Linked DNA regions of Gasterosteus aculeatus: region 1 is linked to region 2. A link is a contact called in public Hi-C data. All regions are on one chromosome and are shown on one strand. The core of a region is the stretch at or near the end of the contact, and the rest is flanking DNA. Distances in the headings are between cores, read along the strand shown. Region 1 overlaps LOC120812450 (kinesin-like protein KIF23). Region 2 has its middle 40 kb from the start of uacab.

Evidence for each region. Hi-C and Micro-C count contacts between places; a contact is called where the count stands out from the background.
Region 1: a Hi-C map of skeletal muscle shows a contact between it and region 2, with 17 times the contacts expected there. The contact joins two enhancer-like sites. A contact is called at or near these places in 6 of 6 Hi-C or Micro-C datasets (blood and trunk muscle, liver, skeletal muscle and 2 more).

What each region holds. Positions count from the first base shown.
Region 1 is chr12:20,571,719-20,577,962 of fGasAcu3.hap1.1, reverse strand. LOC120812450 (kinesin-like protein KIF23) reads left to right here. Exons shown (of 21, transcript XM_078085654.1): 21 at 1-580. Among protein-coding and RNA genes, the nearest start is that of LOC120812450, 12 kb to the left of the region's middle. Within about 2 kb of position 3,417, at least 3 of the 9 cell types and tissues checked have open chromatin away from gene starts, as enhancers often do.
Region 2 is chr12:20,396,183-20,402,460 of fGasAcu3.hap1.1, reverse strand. No RefSeq gene overlaps it. Among protein-coding and RNA genes, the nearest start is that of uacab, 40 kb to the right of the region's middle. Within about 2 kb of position 2,725, at least 4 of the 9 cell types and tissues checked have open chromatin away from gene starts, as enhancers often do.

The DNA of each region.
Region 1 (6,244 bases), core at 2,168-4,667, 170 kb before region 2:
TGTCCTTGAACAGCAAACGCACCGCAGTGAAACTATGCAGCTGAGGCTTTTTGATTAGGAGTGATTCTACTTTGATCATAGCCTTTAGAATGTGTCAATGGTAGGTGTGATTTGCGGCATTAATGTGTTTTTTTTGTTTTTTAATGCTGAACCTCTTACGGATGGGCACATTCAGTTGCCAAATATGAATATGTCATGATTCATTTAATGCTTTTTGATTGATCTTTCGCTTCCTTTCTACCGTTACCCAAAGAAAATAAGATTTGAGCTTCTGAACAACAGACCATTTTTATTTTTTATTTATATGGTCATTGCTTGCCTTTTTTGGTTTTGTTTTTCATTTATTGGATGTTAAAATTTATATACAACTGACAACAAAAAATAGAGCTGATTTAAGCAGTTGTTTTAGGATGCCCTTGTCACCTGTACATATAAAGCTGTTAAGTAGATTTTTGCTAAAAATCAATCTTGGACTGACTGTAAATATATTATGAAGTTTTTTACTTCTGTTTATTGAAACAGCTCCTCCTGAGACGTGTAACATGCTCTTTTTGTTGGCATTAAATGTATTCCAACCCGACCTGTTTCAACTAATGAAGGCTGCCTGGTTTTAAGGCATTTGGAATTTCCATTTCTTTAATTTTCCCTGAATATATTTTCTGTTCTGATTCATTCAGGTCTTCACATTTATACCGTCAATCATTGGGAATATATATTTTTTTTCTTTGCCCTTTCTGACAGAAATAAGTCATTTGCACCACAATGTCTCTTTAAGCAGTCTCATTCCTTAGTTGATTTGTTGGGTTTTAGCAGCTTTTGTTAATATTCTTTTGTTAAAAGGAGTAGTAAGATGTGTAAGCAATCCCATTTATTTAGCGTGAAGCAAAAGTTGTAGTTCATAATGTGACCAGCAGGTGGAAGTAGAGCTTCAGATACCTTATTCAGATCTGAGCCATCAGGATGTCAATTCTTGATCTATTTGGTTTCACCTAAAAAGTTCTTTTCAGAGTTACTTTCCAGCCCTGAAGCAGCCCGATGAGTTTAAGCTTGTGAGTCACTCAGTAGCAGCTGGTCGTCTTCCCAGGATGCCGTGCTGCATCGTTGATACTGTTTTGCAGCGAGAGGGCCGGGCAACCGGGACGACGAGTTCACCGATTGGCTGAATTCTTTGTCTGCCTGGATGTCATTAATGTGTCTCCCTGAGATTGAAACTTCACTTCAAAGCAACTGAAGCCTAAACGTGTGAGTGTTCAGTAACGTGCACTTTGCAAATTGACTATGGAAGGCAGTTATTAGGTTAGAGGAACAAAGAGAGCCCCCCCCCCCCCGAGGTCGTACAAGGTGCTTTGATAATTTCATGGCGGGGCTAAAATCTCAGGTCAAATAAGAGTAATTTCCTGTGTTGATCTGTTCTGTCTCCGAGCTTCACTGTGAACATGACCCCTCTGTAAGCTGTGCCTATGGAGACTATTACTTCAGGACTACGGTTGCCATGGTGAGACCCCCCCCCCCCCACCACCAAAGTGTGACACTTCCTGACCGTGGAAGTGGATTTGTACGAGTCTGAACAGTTAATAAACAGATTCCCGTTGGAAACGGCGACAGAGTGAAACTCCTGCAATATCACACTTCCTTACTAGCAAACTGATTGCAGCAAATACTTGAGTATAAAGATATATTATAGTCTTTATACAACCACATGGCCGTCATGGTTGTTTTGCTGCTGGTGGACAAAATAAATCTTTTGGAGCAAATTCACAGGCTGCTGTTTATTTGAATGAGAACATCGTTCTCGCACAGAGGAGTTCCACGATACCTGTGATGCAAGAGCACACTGCACGATTCTGCTGTTTGCTTTGCTATCGTAGCAACACACTATCGTAGAAGCTCATTGCTGCTCTTTGCTTTCTCATTTCTGACTCATAGTGTTATATTTCTGCATTGCGTGTCTTGTGTCCCGCTGGTTCCTGTAGCAACATGCAAAGATCTCTGGTCTCTGAATCTTGGCTCGTCGATCGTTGCGCTTTGGCTTCGTCTCCAATCAAGCCGGAGGTGAGCTTAAACTGTCTCACTCTATTGTGTGGAGCCGATGAGGGCCGTTCAGACGGGGCCTTTTTCTATTATCTTTGGTGTAGATATGAACATCTGTAGATGGAGCCACTTTGTTTGATATCGTTATCTGTCGCCAGTTGCATGTGTTTTTTTTCTAAACAAATGCCGTGTTTTGCACCATAATAATAATAAAAAAAAGCCATCATGACGAACCGCCATGTTTTAAGTGACCCTCTCGTCCACCATTGTCTTGACGATGCAAGATAGCCTGCTCTACAACCCCCCCCCCCCCCCCCTTCACCTCCCTCCTGCGTCTCCTCCCGAGTCAACAGGCGGTGTTTGTACAGCCTTCTGTGTGTACGTGAGTAAACAATGGAGGTTTGGAGCTGCTCTACGTTCCCTTGTCTCCCATTTAATTTCCAGGTTGAACCTCCGTGGTCCAGATCTCTTGCATTAGACCATATCTCGTCAAGTGAAAGTCAACAGAGTTTTATCACATTTGTGATGGTAAAACAAACGTGTAGCAACTGTAAAAAATGCAGTGGCCCAAGATGGGCTTCATGCAATAGGATGTGTTCCAGGAATGACATTTCTTTCATTGTTCAGCTTTTTGTTGTTGTTGTTTGTGTTTTGGTGTGTGAAGTCTCGGCAAAGACTCCTTTTTGAAAAGCAAAGCGGATAAATAAAGGTTAAATGAAAAGGCGCCACGCTGTTGTGCCACCAATTAGTTAGGGTCAAAGGTCAGCTAAGGTTGTGCTTTTGGGTGAAACGGTGAACATCTTGTGTCTCATGCTGTTGGCTTCATATCTTCATGAAGTGACCCTTTTTAAGGATGATGCAGGGAGGCCAAGTCTCTATCGATTAAAAACAACCATCACGGATGGTTGGAAGATGAGAATCGCATAAAACCATCTTTCAGATGCCTGACAAAGCCCCGTTTGTGTGTGACCAGTTGATGACAGACACATGTACTTATTGTGCTGCCAACATCCTGCATGCGGCCGGGGAAAATCCCATCGTATTTAGTTTTCCCAGTTTAAAAGTCAAATGTGGGGCTTGTGTGCTCGGTAAAGCTGTAACATCCTCCACAGGTGATGGCTGCCGTTGAGCCTGTTTACCTGCCTTGCCTGTTGATCTTGCTAAAAGCCTCTCACACTCCCTCAACACACACACACACACACACACACACACACACACACTAAACATGTGTGTGTGTGTGTGTGTGTGTGTGCCCAGTTTAAACACACACATTAATAACGACTGTAATGCCGTTCTTTGTTCGAGTGCTTTTACAGGTTCAACATTGACCTTCGTGTTTAATCTTGCTGCACAAACGACCGTCACTTGATATGCACACAAATCTTTTGTCACTGTCGGCCGACTCCCACGTTCTTTAGAGAAGGGAACACAAGGACAAAGCTCAGACTGCTCTCTCTCCTGACATAATTAAAACACCGGACTCTTAAGCCAACACAAGTTATTGTCCGGGCTCGTATGGCGTCGTACGTCCATAAAGGGTCAAATTCAAGTTTATTTTAATATCATCGACATGTATTTGATCAAACTTAATTAATATTTGAACACAGGCTGCTTCTTTAGTTCAGAATGATGTCGTTCTTTTGTGTTTTTCCATGTCTAAAAACAAATAATTCATCATGTACTTATGAGGAGATATGGGTACACAAGAGACAAAGACAATGCATGCGTGCGTCCGTCCACACCCTCCACTTTGTCCTCCGCCGCCGCAAGATGTCACTGTGGTCCATTCATTCTTGTATTTCCCTTTGCATCCCTCCTCCTCCACACTGTTGACTCCCCCTCCCCTCCGATAGGAAACAGATGGGAGACCTTTGCTGCGGGCTACTGCCAAATGGAGCAAATTCTCATTACAGCGTCTGCAAGCTCTGTTTATTCTCTCCATGCTTCACCTCCACCCCCTGCACCACTTTGCCATCTGATGTGTTGAACACTTGCCTCCGATGCAGGCGTGTTATTTTGATGTGCCTCGTTTTGCTGATAAGATATTTATCATCATTTTTCCTTTAGGGCTGCTCACAGTCATCTGCTTCCTTGCCATGTGAACTGTGTTAATGTTTAATGTTCATTAATGAGCCAAGTAGCAATCAATGCATCGCTCCGATCACGTGTTTGTAAGTTGAACCTGTGGGTCCCAACGTCGGGGTCCTGGACCCCTTGAAGGAAGGGGGGGGGTTGATTTCCCAGGTAGGAAATGAGAAAATGCTGCACTCGTCTGCACAAAGTTATTTGAATTTCTACGTCTTTTTGTAAAATACTGTAGTTTTATCCTGTCTGTTATAAAGGTGAGTAAAAGTTATTAAATGGGAAAAACTGGAGATTCATGGTTTTCACTCGACAGCGATGAGTTGTTTAAATCTTGGAGTTTGTGGGAGAGAATGACTGCTGATAAAACGCACTGTAAGTGTTTAATAGTAAATAATAAACACAGCATCATAAGCATCCTGTATTGAGATACAACGTTAGGTTGAAGGTGATACATTTAAGCCGTCGTTAGCGACTATTTTACATCTCGGCCTCACTTCTGGCCTCACGGACACATCCCCAGCTCTGGGAGGCACTTGCAATGGAATATAAATGACATCATTATGTAATATTCAATCTGTTGCAGCAGCAATATCCTATTCAACAGATCGGCCCTTTTTCCCCACCCGCCCTGCGTGCTCCTCTTCTTCTTCTTCTTCTTCTTCACGAAGAATATTAAAGAGTTATTAAATTAATCTGTGCTCGCTGGCGCATGTTATTGCAGTGCAGAGTTTTGTGGGGCGAATGGAGCAGTCAGGCCGCACCTTTAAGCTGATTTATTAACGCTGCAAGGGAATCACCAAATAGACCTGATGACCTGTTTTATTTTGCACAAGCGAACACCTTCCCCCAAATCCGCTTATGTCGTCAACCCTCTCATTTTTTAAATGTGTCTAAATACAGGTCTGGTTATTTATTTGATTCTATTGTGCAGCGCTATTGTCGCGGTTTCTTTGTCAATGCAAAAATACAAAAAACAAGTCATGCTTGTGGAAAATATTTCATATATTTCACGTGTTATTGCTGATGTATTTTATCTCATCTGTTCTTTGGCTTTGCTCTCGTAATGAACGTTTTTCATTTGTCATGTCTGGTGGAGCGCAGTGATCGGCTTTACTTTTATTAAAACGTACCGCGCAGGCGGCGATGAAATACGAGGTGTCGGCCGCTCTCTTCTATCTCTTTCACGCCGCGTTCCCACATCAGTCTCTCACCGCTCGCATCGGCCGCACCCTTGGATATTCCAGCGTGCGCGAGCTACAACAAAGCCCGCCAAAAATACTAGCGCACGTGGTGGAATGTTTAGTCACTCTTAATGAACCGTACACACGTTTCACACGGGTGGTGTGTTCTTATTTTTTTTTTTTTGCGTTCCCACGTTTTTATTCACTTGCGGCTCGGTGAACGAGGAGAATACAAACATCTGGAGGGTTGGGGATGGAGCTCTTAACATCTCACCACCCATCAGGTGCGTGAGATGTGTGCAGACTTATCTCCCATTGATTCCTAACCTCATTTATCAGAGTTTATGCCACCAGTGTAAACATTTAATCCAGCGTGAGATTTTTTTGGGTTCCTTTGGGTCAACAGTTTAGCGGTTGCATTTTTTTTTTTTTCAAGCCTCGAGACAAAGTCTGCTTTCAATTATTTTTTCGCAAAATTGCTTTAAAGGGTCCACGCATGATTAAATATTCATTATGTTAAACTAAGCAATGTCTTTGTATATAAATCCATATTAGATTTAGCTGGCAGGCTGCCTTAAGCCACATCAGAAGGATTTCTGAGGCAAAAGAGCCCTGGACCTCCCCAGCAGGTTCCTTCCTCCCGGGTTTGTTTGTTTTTCTTGTGATGTAAATAATGATTTCTTATTATTTTCCTACCTTTTTGTCCTGCAGGCCCGGGCGCGCGCACGCGGGACACACGGGACATTTCGGTCGCAGGGAGGAGGGATGTTTGAATTTAAAGTGTGCAGGGGAAAAATACACACACGTGTCAGTCGGTCAGGCGGCAGGGGAGCAGCACTGATCATTCCAAAAATACCTGGACAGCGCCTGAAGAAAAGCCAATTGTGTGTGTATCTGTGTCTCAAGCACAACTTTGTGTGTGTGTGTGTGTTATCGCGTGTACACTT
Region 2 (6,278 bases), core at 1,476-3,975:
TTTTTTTCCCCCCTGATATGGGATTGAGTGTCGAGTGACTGACTCTCCATTTCCATTTCTAATTCCCATTTAAAATCTTTAAGGGTTCCTCAACAGGCCGCGGGTCCGTGTCAGCGGTTAATTATAAAGAGCTGCTGGGCTGAGCGGCTGGTTTCCACCGACAAATCCATCAAAAGTCCTGAGGCGGGCGCGTTCCTCCCGACTCCTAAAACACTTACTTATCAAAGGTCCCATTGTACGTTAGGAGCTTGAGCAAGAAGCTTTAATTGCTTCCAGATCATCTGAACAACAGACTTATCGGCTGAGTTCTTGCTGCAGCTCTACTTTTTTTTTTAGCGCTTTCACATGTCGAAAACATCAAACAAAAATGTTCCCTGTCATACAAAACTGTGAGTTCAACGCGACAGTTTTACAAGAGCTTGTGGGTTCAATGTTGTTATTGGGAAACAAGCCCCGGTGGTGAGAAGGTGTATGTGATTATATGTGTAGATACACACGTGTATTGTAATGTTCACATACCTAACGCACAACATCATGGGATTCATGCAGATGGGATTAGATTGAGTTTTATTGCTGTAGTTGATAAGTTTTAAGTGAATGTCAGATACTACAGCATCCTGTAGTAGAAACGTATCATGTGTGGTTCGTTTGTGTAAAAGTATCTACAGTAGTAAACTAAGTGAACACGCAGTAAAAAGCCATTATAACTCCCTCTGAAATGCAGTAAACCAAATGTATGAAGCACAGAACGGTTTCTCCAGTTATATTATATTCCACCACTGGTTGTCTTTAAAAAGAGTTGCATTTAACGTCGCTGATCACTATTACAGCAACAAACAACTTTTTGCGATGTGAAGACGTAAAAAACAAAAAACTGGTAGCTCCTACAAATCAGTATTCAGGAACCTGTAATATCACAAAAGATTTAATTAAAATGAAGTCTTTATGAACTCTCCAGCAAAGCAAACATCCACACAAATGGACGGAAAATAAACAAGCTCCTTCAAAATGCAGCCACGCTTGCGTACGGTCACAATCAGCTATTTTCAGCGTGGCGTTACGGAGGCGATCATACATCGCAGGAGTTTATTAGCATCCAGAGTCTCTCTGCTAACAACCGATGGATACATAATTTATAGCTTTTTATCCATCTGCTGCCGGGGGGAATGATGCAAAACAACTCGGCCAGTCGCGGCGCGGCTCTGGAGCCGCTGTTTACGGGCCTACGAGAGCGAGAAAACAAGTTTCTACTGAGGCGACGTGAACCGTCTAATAATCTGCCACCGTGAGGGGGAAGACCGCATCATTATCGCATTCCTGTTAAGGCGTCTGGAAAAGGCCTCCCAGTGGCCGTCACGGCAGCTTCAACTCCCAAACTGAGTTTACCTCCACATACGGACGCTCTGATCCATCTGCTGCTGTGAGTAGTTTCTTTTTGGGTTTTTTTTAAACAATCATTGGAGCAGATGTTGTGGGACAGGAAGACGAGGCATTGTGCGCTGATTTTATGATCTTTTTATCATTGACGCAACGCTGCGCTGGTGAATCATCACACTCCTGAAGTCTGAAACAATGAAGACCACGTGGTTCCGAACGGAAAGCCATTGCACCCTACTGTACTTTACAAGTCATTATTGCAAGTTCTACTTGCAGATTACATTTCTGATGAATGATCTTGCAGAAAATACGTTAAAAATACGTCAAAATGATCTAAACCTTTGTCTGCGGCCAGTTGGTACTAAAGCAGGTTTGCAGCAGTGAAACGGAACCGAGATGAAAGTGAGCGAGATGCTCCGTCGCGCAGCAGGTAATTCCCCTTTGGTTTGTCACAAGTGACCCATTTCACACACAGTCAGCCTACGTGGTCAGTTGCTATTGTTGAAACAGCAGCGGCACTGATACAAACTAAAACAGTAACATCCGCTGAAAGTGCTGAAAGTTGAAATGCCACAAAGGTAACTAAAGAAACACTAGTCCAGTAACCGGAGTGGTTTTACAGTAATTAGCCGTTTTCCAGAAAACACAAGAGGTATAACTCCCACAGTGAAGAGTTAAAATACAAATTAGGGATTAAAGCAGCTTCGAAACAAAGGAGCCGAAAAAAAGAGAGCCAATCTAATTAAGATCTCAATCACTCAATTAGACTTGAGCTGGAGAAACAAATGGCAAATAAATTCTTTCATCATAACAACCGGTTTAATTGCTCCGAGACGACGCACTGACATCTGGCGTGCCCCCTCCAGACTGCCGGGTGTGTATTAAACACACACACACACACACACACACACACACACACACACACACGCAGAGCAAGAGAGAGCATTTGCTACAGGAACACGGAGGGATTGGGCGGGCGGGAGTTCAACGATGAGTGTGCCTCCACTGAGCCCTGACTGCGTTTATGGGCGTGAAACTGCCCCGAGTGCGACGGAGCCGCGGCCTGCTTCCTCCACCCGCACGTGGTCAGCGCACAGCAGTAGAATTACCGGGGGCGGGGGAGGCTTTTGTCTCAGACAGAGAATGAGGCCACTCGCTCCCTGAGAAAGAGGCGATGTGGTTTAATGTCGACGCACAAAAACATGCGGGCGGAATCGTCGTCGCGTCTTCGTGAGGCGCTGTTGTGGCCGGAGATGCCAAAACAAACCTCCCCCCCTGCGCTTGTGCCCTCTCCCCTTTCAGCCTCGGGTTCCCAGTACTCGGCTGCACCACGTCTTGTTATGAGTCCGTCTAACCACATCCTCGTGCTGCTGGCAGAGGGGTCAGGGTTCAGTCAGGTTCCTCTGACAGGCCGCAATAACGAGAGCGCTGAAAACGAAACTGTCTCTTTTCCACAGCGACTACCTCTTTTATTCCACCCCTCCGCCTTTCCTCCCCCCCCCCCCCCCCGTCCAGTGTGAGCCTTTCTGCAGAGGTGTGTCCTGTTGTGCACACCCTGCGTGCACGCCTGCGTCTTCCTCGCGCTGTCCGATCGCTTTCTGGGCCGTTAGGGGGGGAAAAAAAACCAAGTGTATCAGGATGAATTTGGACAATGAAGCAAGCAGCCATAGATTTTGAAACGGCCCTCGTACGAGAAGCAGGATGTGTTGTTGCACAAATGTGTGGAAACCTAAAAAGAAAAAAGAAAAAAACTGGTAACTGGTCGAAGGGGGTTGAGTGCCGACAGCAGCAGTGATGGAGGCCGTTTCTACTGATCTCAACGGCGTTGAAACAGAATGTTCTCTGAGGGAAGCAGTGGAGCTCTTTACAGGTGGAGATATGCTGTCCTCTGCTGGTTGAGACTCCTGCTGCAGATACAAGATCTACAACCAGCTCACGCTGATGAACTCACTAAAGCTCAGAGCGTAAATGTGGTTTCTCTTTGGGTTCATCCATGTTGAATGTAAAGGCAACACATTTAAGCTGTAAGTTCCCACTTTCGCTTCTTCTTCTTCAAATCTCAAATCCTAAGAGTACGGACGTGAAACAAAGCTGTCATTAAAAAGGTTATCACAAGTATTTTTTGTGAGTGGATATTAAGCACAGGTAAAAATGAGAATGTTCCTTGTTAGAGCTTGTCCATGTTTTCGACAAGTTATATTTGCCAGGTCCGTGGTTTAAAAAAGAATATAGTACATTTTGAACCAAATACTAGATGATCTGTTTGGCTTTATAGAGCCCCGTCACCGTCACAAACTTATCATTGTTTATCGCACATTGACGGTTAATATTATTTCTATTTACTTCCAATAGACCTCACGCTACTTATGAAAATGTGTAAAAAGGACACACTGTGGAGAGTTTGCATTATTTCAAACCATGTGGGCGTAATGTATTTTTCTCTAAACTTTTGCTGGTTATAAGGTTAAAAAAATATTCCAACATTCTGTATTCATGAGGCTAATCTGCCAAAATGCACTTCCCTATTGCGATGTTGTTGCACTGCAAGCACTAAAATTATAACTTAAACAGGTCAAAGTGCACGTAGACGGCCACAACAAATCCTCCCACATGTGCCCACCGGCCTCGTGGAACCGCACGCGCACAACTCACCAGCTTTCACAAAGAGGCATTAAAGGGGGGAAAGGGGAGCCGGTGCAGCGTGATCCACCTCGCAGGTTCACTGCCGCCGTCTCCATCTGATTAATAAATATCAATCGGGTGCGCTGATCATCGTCACTTTAAAGAAATACATTTAAATATGAAGATTCTGCAGGAAATCAGAGTGTTTTTCACGCTGGCAGAAATACTCAGTTCTAATATACGTAGGGACAAATGGAAAACTTTTTTTGTTGCCATAACCAAACTGATTTATGGGAATAAAAAGTGTGTATGAATAAATTTGTGCAAACTTTCCAAAAGTCAACGAAGGCTCTTCCTCTGTTGTTGACCCTCCTGAGACTAAAAGCCCTCACCACGAGTTTACTGCCCTCCCGCTGGATTTCTTCCTTTGCTCCTGTGAATCAAAGCCATTTCTCGCACGTCTTAAGTTGAGTTTCCATTCCCGTCTTAAGTACAAATCACTTACAGAACTCGATCGAATCAAACGGCTCAGACAGCAACAACAAAAAGCAGATGCTGCGTGGTGAAGAATGTCTGCTGGAAGTCGTTTTATTGCTCGAGTACCAGATGTTTACATTTGATCTTCCAGCGAGCAGCAGTTCACAATCCCACGGGGAGCGTGTTGGTATTAATAGGTCCGAGCGGCGGGTGTGTGTGAGACGTGTAAGCGGGTCGGAGACGTGGTCGCAGGGTCGCTTGTGGTGGATCGGCGGGCCGACTCGGAGGTGTTTGCACATTTCTGCCGACGGTGTCCATCCGAATGGCTTCGACCTCCGGGGGTCGGACTCAATATTTGTTGTGTGGATGATTTATAAATATTTCCCTTTGGTCTCTCCGAGGGCCCGATATCGGGGCCGAGGGAGAGCGCTCTCTGAAGTAAAGCCAAGAAAGTCCGGTTCGGTGAGATGGCTGCGTGCTCAAACACACACATCTCGCTGTACAGCTTGTTGAAGCCAAATGACCCCGATCAGGTAAAGCATGAGATTGAAAACTGGAATGGCGGAACGGTCCAATCATTGTGAATTTGCATCAAAGACACAATGAGGCAGTCATCGGCCGACACGCGGCTGAGATCACAGACGCACACCAACAATCCGAGGACAGCGCTCCGTGTTTAAACCTGCGTCTAATGAGGAGGAGAAGAAGAAGAAAAAAGGCGGCAATTAAATTCCCCGCACAGCGGGGGTGGATGTTATGAGGGAGGTGTGCGGGGGTCGTCTTTTTCTGCCTGAATATCAGAGGTTTAGAGTCAGTGATTAAACGAGGAAGTGACAACAACCTCGAAGGATTTCATCGTTTGTTAGGTTTTTTTTTACAGAAAAGTAGAGAAGCTGGTTTTCGTATTTACACTACTTACACACAAATTACAGAACCTTACAGGAAGGTCTGGTGTGCATCAAGAACAGATCAGTAACATGTAAAGACACATTATAAATGTTGACACACCATAAAAAAATGTATTAAAATACCATCTGCTAAATGTACTTTAGATATTAAATGCACTTGTTCAAACCTGACATTGATGGGATTTACATCACATACAAATATATACACATATACTTGATTGTCTCGATGACAAATACTTTATAATCGTCTGGACGGTTTAATATACGTGTCAAATCTTTATCTGTTACAAAAAGCTATACTGAGCTAATACTCATATTTATGCTACGTGGGGTGAATGTATTATGTTGTGTACTTTGCAGCACTGAAAAGCACTTTGACACAGAACGAACGCAATGAGAAGCCTATAAACTAAAAGACGGACGGATGCAGGTCTTATTATATTCATGCACAAGCTCTCAACTTGATCAATTCCAATCAAAACTTGGCCTTATTTCAACCTTGATATAAACATTTATTTGGCTAAATCTGAACCCTGCAGGGTTCTTGATTCTGAGCCACGTTGACTAAAAGTTACCAAATGTGAAAGAAAGGGAGAGAAAATGAGCTCAGTCTCAGTTTTCACAGCCTGTTTACATCTTGTCTGCCGTTTCCTTTAATGTGTGTAATGAGAAGGTGTGACGGTGCCGCCTCGTGTGACTCCTTCCGCTCTCCACCACCGGCTGCCTCCTGCGGCGCTGATCTGAAGTCAGACGGAGTCAATATCCACGACCGGCGATAACTCAGCAACCCAACCGGCGGGCCAAAAGGCGAGAGAGAGGCTTCGAGTGTTTGACCTCTTGACCTCCTCGCTACTGAAATCCCAGCTTGGTCGAGGAAATGAACCCCACCGAAAC